Linked DNA regions of Gossypium hirsutum: regions 2 and 3 are each linked to region 1. The links are chromatin contacts, called in public Hi-C maps. All regions are on one chromosome and are shown on one strand. The core of a region is the stretch at or near the end of the contact, and the rest is flanking DNA. Distances in the headings are between cores, read along the strand shown.

Region 1 (2,583 bases), core at 47-2,546:
CAACTGTTCCAGCTTCCCATTTCCTTTCATTTAGCTAGCTAAGCGTTGGGCCCAAGAGAAAAAAATAAAGATATTATAAAGATATATTAAATAATTAACTGAAGAGCAATTTACCATTGATGCTCTTAATTAAGGTTCACTAGCTTTGAAGCACTGGCAAGACTTCGCATTACATCAACCTGAGCTCGGAGTGATATGATATAATCTAGGGTTTCCTCAATCAAAGAGACGCCATTCATAAATTCTCCCCCAGGGATTAGACTTCTCAAAATTTGTCTTCTTTTCCCAACCAACGTTTTCACAATAGAGCTCGGTCGAGCCGCTTGAGGTGCACATTTTATTGTTCTTCGGATTACGCTACTCCTTTTCAGGATCTTCTTGCTTCTGATCCTCTTGTTGTATGCCATTGCTCCTACTGGAACCTTCTTCGTCGGTTGCCTCTCTGACGCCGGACCCAATATTTTCTCAGCTAGATGTTTGTCAGCATTGCCTTCTTTAACGGCATCGGCAATGAGAGCTCGACTCCAACAAGTTGTGCCCTTTCTTGCAGAAGCCATGGCTACATCTGCTGACAACTTAATAACCTTTTTTCTCTCGAAGATGCTCATATTCTTCTTTGAGGAACGACATCTTTGGAGACCCAGTATCCATTTCTTGAGAAATTCCTGCTTCAGTGAAAAAGGAGAACGCATCCTGCACAAAGGAAGGGAATTATGAGTTCCAATGTGGTATCAGTACATTTGTTATATTATATACTACGGTCCTTTCAAACGATAACTATCACCCGAATAGTCACATTTCTCAGTTTCACCTAATTCTTATATTGAAGTAAAATGGGAAAAGAATATGTCATGAATCGAAGATTTAAGTTTAAAGATAAAGCAAAATACAGGAGGCAAGAGAAGTAGCTAGCTAGGGTTTCAAAGAAGAAAACATTGGTGCGGACAGAAGCGTAAACCAAGAGATCAAGATTGTGACTATACAGTACACAGCATTGCTTAAGCTTAGTTTAGCTGCTGGATAGATATGCTCAAGGTTAAAGTACTAAATATAAAATAATATTAAACCAAAGCCAGTACGTACCTTGCTAAAACTTGTTCTTGTATAGAAAGAGAAAATAGCAAAAAATTTAATCTAGAGAGAAGAAGCGGAAACGAAGTTGCAGAGAGGGAAAGCAGTTCAACAGATCCAAGAAAGTGTATCAGAATCGAAGAAAGAGGTTCAGAGAGAGAGGGAGGAGAAATGAGAGAGAAATGTGTAGGAACCCCATTTATTTGCTCAAGTGAAAAGCAGTGGTGGGACTATAAGAGAAAGACACAGCACATGCAAGCACATGGCATACATGGCCCACCGCACAAACCCTAAACGATACATTAAAATAAACTACTTCTACTTTTATTAGACTTGTAAAGCATACAATATTAAATAAAAAAAGGTTCATCACATTACTGTAATGCAAACCTAACATTTTTAACTTGCTATGAATACAAACAAAAAATCCTAATATGCACTCGTCATTTCATGGACAACTATAGCTAGCTGGTTTTTCTTTGTGAGGAAATTAAGGAGAAAATTAGATTTTAGCTCGAAGATAAAATTATCCCAAAATGTTGAAAAGAATTCTATAGCAAAATGTTGGCATGTTAATTCCCTGGTAACATAAAATACAATAATGCTTATTGATAACTTATATACTAGAATAATGAAGGCTAAGTTTCAAAATAGAATTAAAATAGGATTGCAAAATATTGTGAATTTAAAACTCAATTAATTGAGTGAAGAAAAGAAATTTTTCTTATCAAAGTAGCTTTTGAGTCTGATTCTTTAGTGAGATTGATCGCTGTCTAACCAAATCATTCATGTGGATTGGATACAGTTAAAAACGGAAACTAAAATATGGTAGTGTAAGTTTAAGACTGAAAAAGATGAGAAGAAAAGTTGAGTGTTACATTCAAGACTGAAATGACTTTTGAGGCTTTTTATTTATTTTGTGGCGATTAATTAAAGCGTACCCTACCCTCAAAATAGATAAATAAATAAAGCGTACCCGGGAAATGTATCGTGGATCACAGGGCGTCTGTGCCATTAGTTTTCGGCAGATAATCTGACCTACGTGGTATAGTTTTAGTAGAATGGGTGAATGACAACAAAAATTCATTGAGATATAAGTTCCAATTCGTGTAAAAGAATATAAGAACATTTGAGAGGGGAATATGATAAACCCTAGATCACTTTGGACATTGAGAAGCATTTACTTGTACAAATCTAATACAGATGTTGATAACTATAGTAGACATCTGATACTTATAAAATGCATATTTATATTTTTCCTTTTTAATTTCAAACATATTTACATTTGCTAATTATCTGTAAGTTATATAGTATAATATATATTTATATAAACATGAGGTTCAAAAAAAACTTGAATTGACGAAAATACTCATTATTTTTTATCTTATTACTAAATTTATTATTAAAAATAATTATAGCATATAATTTAAGATTAATAATTAAAAAAAGTTCAAATAAAATAGAAGTTTTGATAATTGTACTTTTAAAACAATTATAACTTAATAGAAGTTG
Region 2 (2,583 bases), core at 49-2,548, 880 kb after region 1:
ACACATTCTACGCTACTAAAAGTTTTCTATACAATGATGTGGAATTTAAACATTCTAAGCAAAACCAGAATTCCAATATGGAGAATTGCCAATGGCTTTTTGCCTACATTACAAACATTCAAAGTAAGAAGGCTTGCAGTAGATAGTCTTTGTCCTGTTTGCCAAACTGAGGAGGAATCAGTAGAGCACTAGTTTCGAGAATGTTCGTTCACGCGACAAATCCTATAGGGGATCGATGTGGTATTCTCAACCACAAATGGGGAGCAAAGTTGGAAATGTTGGTTAGCATAAAAGTTCATAAATAGATCACTCTATGTGTAAAAGAATGGCTATCAGCTATTGGGCGTTAAGGTACAATCCAAACAAGGCATATCATGAGGGGGTAAGGAAACGGGTGCACGAAGTATTAGCTTTTATCAGTGCCTATATTTCAGAAATAGAGAAATTGGAAGATATAGCAGTACTAATACAAAACCCTAAAATTATTAAATGGGAGTAACCAGAAGATGATACTATTAAAGCAAACTTTGATGCTTCGTGCCAGTAATAGTCAAACAGATCAATCTCAGGATTTTAATAAGAAACGGTGAGGGATTAGTTATGGCAGCATGTACTTACCCGAATGAGCATGTGTTAAACTCAACCATGGTAGAAGCACAAGCATGTCTGCAAGTGGTAACCTTCACAGAGGAATTGGGTTTTAAAAAGGTTTTTGTGGAAAGGGACGCCTTAACTGTCATCAAGAGAGTAAAGGTTGTAGAGGAGGATAAATCGAATATTAGTAATCTAGTAAAGGAAATAAAAGAAAGGTTTTGCATATTTGATAAGATAGAATTTTGATATGTATCTCTTAAAGCTAATGAAGTTGCACATGCTTTGGCGACGGAGGGTAGGCGGTATGAAATCCCCAAATACTGGATAGAAGAAGCCCTAAAGAAAGTGGAAGATCTAGCAAATCAAGATCGGAGCGAGTTAGAAGGAGAAGGATAAAGAGTGAGATTTCTGAGGCTAGAGGAAATAGGACTTACTGGACTCCAATGAACTCAGGCTGATACAGAGGGAGTGGGTTGTCAACTAAAGCATACCTGAGATCAACAGAAAGAATAACGGTTCGCCTCTGGTGTTTACTGATGTAATGGTAGAGCCAACGAAATGGAGAGGAAGATAGTTCAATCCCTATTTTTTGTTGCTTTTCTTTTGACATTTTGGTTTGATTTTTAGGTCGGAGTTATCTCCATTTTTAGGTCGGAGCCAACGAAGGCACATAAAAAGCTGGTTGGTGAGCATGAGAATTATAACTTCATTTTATTAAAAAAAAAATCTTGTGTAAAGCCTTCCTCTGTTATATACAAAAAAAAAACATATGTTTTTGTGCCCAACATATATATTGGAATGATAAAAATTCAATATCGTTACATGATCAATTCAAGTTGAAATTTAATACAATATTGAGAGTAAAAAATAGTAATATTTAATACAATATAATTCATGCATTTAACAAAAATTTTAACTATTCTATTCCTCCTTAACCTAATATTTAAACCCGTTTAGAAAAAAAAACACTTGAACCCGCACTAATTCTATTTCGGTTCTTATTTAGGTCACCCACTCACCCACCTAGCTCTTCTTGCCCAACACTTCACTTAATGCCACAGGATATTTCAACATTAACTAGAGAGTAAATTTCAACATTAATTTAGGAGCAAATAGTTAATAGAAATGAATAAGCATATAAACGATCAAATATATAATATCCAAAATGTGGAGGAGAAAAACGGCTATACAATAAAAGATCCAATATGTAAAGCATAGACACTAAAACACAATGCAGAAAACAATAGGAAGCAAATACAGCAGCCCAGCCCATATCCAAAATCGGAAACTAAGAACAAAGATTAGCTCAAGGTTTCCAGGTCTGCTGCTGATAATAATTGTCTCTCCTATTGTTCCTGAAAGCGCAGCAGCCAACAGAGTAGACAATAATGAGGAAGATGAGGAACACAATGTTGACAATCGCCACCTTCTTCCAAGAACTCCTGAGGTTGTCTATGAATCCAGCCTTGCATGACTGGCAGTCGAAGCATAGAGTATTCAAGTTGTTATTCCATAAATTGCAGTCGGGATTGTTGGATTCCGCACTCCCTCTAGTCCAGTTTGTCGGTCCAACATACATGAATTGGCAGTCGTTTGATGGCTTACAGCAACCAGACTGCAATTATACATAAAAACAGAAGGCTTAGAACCAAAACACCCTCCATGACAGAATTATATTTAAATTTTCATAAGAAAAGTTAGGAGCCTTTTTTTCATCCAAAAGTTTGAACTAAATACAAGGGTTTAAAAAAGAAAAGAAAAAGTATTGATACCAGACAGCTTTATGCGTAATGCTTCAAATATTTCATAATTAAATAGTAACTTTATTGTATTTTAATTAACTTTCTTTGACTAAACTGAAATAAAACAAATTTGAAATCCTTGCACAAATTTCAAAAATAAATGACCAAAATTATTCAAATCGGTCTCTGGTTCAAATTCAAATTTTCAAGAAAAGGAAAGATTTTGAAAAATTACAGAATCGGAAAT
Region 3 (2,583 bases), core at 27-2,526, 840 kb after region 1:
TCAAATTAAATTTTCTGTATAAGTTACGGGAAAGCCAACTGGGTCTGAACAAACTCACAAAATTAAATGGTGGTTAACATTAATGGCCATAGTCAAAGCCCAAAGGCCAGAGTGGTTATGGTTTTCATGAATTGCAGCTGTTCTTGCCTTTCACCGACTTGCTTTCGCTAGGTTGGACCACTCACCAAGTCGACCTGCTTGCTTCTTAAATTTCAAGGTAAGAAGTTTGGCTGAAACTCCTATTGACACAGCCGCCTATGGTTTCTCACAAGTCTTGAGCCTTTCATAAATTCTAGCCATACGCAAAATCAGGCCACTTTCCATCATATGATGGTGGCTAGATATCATGTCGACTATGGCAATTTGTGTCCACTTTAGCTTTTCCTTTCAAAGCATTTGTAGATCCCACATTCCATTCTTGCCAAGTATGGCAAATGAATGTTGAATTAGGATCTTTGTCGTAACATGCATTAATGCAAGGCAATTTGTTCTAATAATTTTGGCAATTATATGTGCATCGTACATACATTTAATTTCGACATACAGCAATCCAAGTCAAAACTTCACAATTCTAGGTTAAGTTCAATTGTCCGAAATCGAGTCATATTGGTTCCTTGTTCTAGATTAGGATCTAAATTAGACACATTCATATCCAAATCAATGTCTCATCTTTACTTATCAGCTTTGCAGCTTCGCCTAACTTTTGGTTTGCACTTTACAGCTTAGAATTAGAATAATTCATGTACTTAACTAGTGTTTGTAATGATTGAATTTAATAAGTTGAAAAGTAATTTAATATTTGGTATGTCAAATTTTATTTATTTTTTTTTTTTGAAATTTAGCTTCTCCTTTCCCATTAATATTACAATGTGTGCCCCATGATAATATGTAAAAAAGTTAATTTCTCATGTAAAGTGGAAGGTTATGACAAAATTAACACTATTTTATATTGGTTTAGGCTATTATTTTATTAATAAAAATAAAAAAATTATTGTCTCATTTTTACTACTTGATTTTCTCAATCATTTACATATTATATTTATTTTCTATTATTTTTCTCTTTTGTTTTTGCCATATTACTTGAAATTTCAATTTTTTATAGTATATATGAATATTCAAGTTTATTATAAAAATTAAATACATGAATATTACTTTTTATTTAATAAAGGTAAAGTCATAAATTGTCGCTACATCCTAAAAAAGTAATTACTGAATCAAATATGATAATTTAGCTTTCCTGGTATTTTAATCTATACATTTCAGTGTATATCAAATATTGTAAAGTAACTTTCCCGACAATTGCATTTTCGACAGTCACATTCCAAATAATCACCTTTTATTAAAATTATAAATTGAAAAAGCACCAAACATTACGTTAAATTAAAATGATTTTGTTAAATGTATAAATTTATACATATTTTTAAATAAAAACTCAAAAACAACTCTTTTTGCATTAGGAAGGGATAAAAGAATTATTACAACTTACTTTCTATATTTTGAATATAACAAAACAGAGGCTTAAGCGTCAAAAATCTTTTTAAAAATTTGAAAAATCAATTAACCCTTAAAAATGCATTTTATTAAGTGATTAATGATAAAAAAAATCAACTAAATCTTTTCATTAACGAAAATCGAGTTAACCAATTTGATCATTAATGGTGCAGACATTGTTGACAGTATTCACCAGGAAATGACATATGGCATGCTATGTAGAAGGATATTGATATGGCAACAAAAAACTAAAAAATAATTTTTAAAAAAATATAAAAATTACATATGAAATAAAGGTTGATTTAAATCTAGACAACCATTTGTCTCTATTTATTCTAGATGATTGTAAAAGTATAAAAAATAGAAATTATTAATAATTATTTAAAAATATAAATAATTGAAATATGATAAATTTTAAAAAAAATAAAAATATTGACATAAAAAATTAAAATATGACACAAAATTTAAAAAATAAAAAATATTTTTAAGTAGTTCGAATTTCAAACATGCAAGTTGATAATATTGATATTGACATAAAAATATAATTTAGGTTTTACTATAATTAATAGTGAAATGAGTTTATAATTTATATCATTTTTATATATTTTTTAAAATTATTGATGTTTTTTATAATTTTTAAAATTTTATAGCTTTCCATTTATTTAAAATGAATCTAAATAAATAGTTGTTCAGATTCATATGAATATGGACAAACATTTGTCCAAGTTCATTCCAAAGGTGAATTTTTATTAATTTTATAATTTTATAAATTATTAATAATTTTCATTTTTTATAATTTTAAAACAATTTATTAATATTTTAATGATTTTTATTTTTTATAATTTTGAACTCATCTAGAATGAAAGTGGACTAATGGTTTTCTAGATTCCAATGAACAGGGACAACATTTGTCTAGGTTCATTTTAGATGTAAGTTTTATAATTTTTTTCAAAAATTAATTTTTATAAACTTTTTGCTGATGTGGGATGTCATGCCAATATCTTTCCACATGGCATATCTCATGTCATCTCCTGGTGGCCATCACCAGTCTAGTCAATGTCGTTAAAGGTCAAATCGATTAAAAATCGATTA

Evidence for each region. Hi-C and Micro-C count contacts between places; a contact is called where the count stands out from the background.
Region 2: a contact with region 1 is called in a Hi-C map of leaf, with 2.8 times the contacts expected there. The contact joins the promoter of LOC107909094 here to the promoter of LOC107917491 in region 1. A contact is called at or near these places in 3 of 34 Hi-C or Micro-C datasets (callus and leaf).
Region 3: a contact with region 1 is called in a Hi-C map of leaf, with 1.9 times the contacts expected there. The contact joins the enhancer-like site here to the promoter of LOC107917491 in region 1. A contact is called at or near these places in 2 of 34 Hi-C or Micro-C datasets (leaf and petal).

What each region holds. Positions count from the first base shown.
Region 1 is chrD08:21,813,707-21,816,289 of Gossypium_hirsutum_v2.1, forward strand. LOC107917491 (transcription factor IBH1-like 1) reads right to left here and starts at 1,297. Exons shown (of 2, transcript XM_016846840.2): 1 at 1,084-1,297; 2 at 1-693. The coding sequence starts at 692. The coding sequence ends at 126.
Region 2 is chrD08:22,695,399-22,697,981 of Gossypium_hirsutum_v2.1, forward strand. LOC107909094 reads right to left here and starts at 1,299. Exons shown (of 6, transcript XM_016836585.2): 1 at 1,029-1,299; 2 at 619-948. The coding sequence starts at 664. It overlaps LOC107909086 (tetraspanin-8), which reads right to left. Exons shown (of 3, transcript XM_016836482.2): 3 at 1,727-2,209. The coding sequence ends at 1,901.
Region 3 is chrD08:22,650,350-22,652,932 of Gossypium_hirsutum_v2.1, forward strand. No RefSeq gene overlaps it. Among protein-coding and RNA genes, the nearest start is that of LOC107909094, 45 kb to the right of the region's middle. Within about 2 kb of position 1,277, at least 2 of the 9 cell types and tissues checked have an H3K27ac peak or open chromatin away from gene starts, as enhancers often do.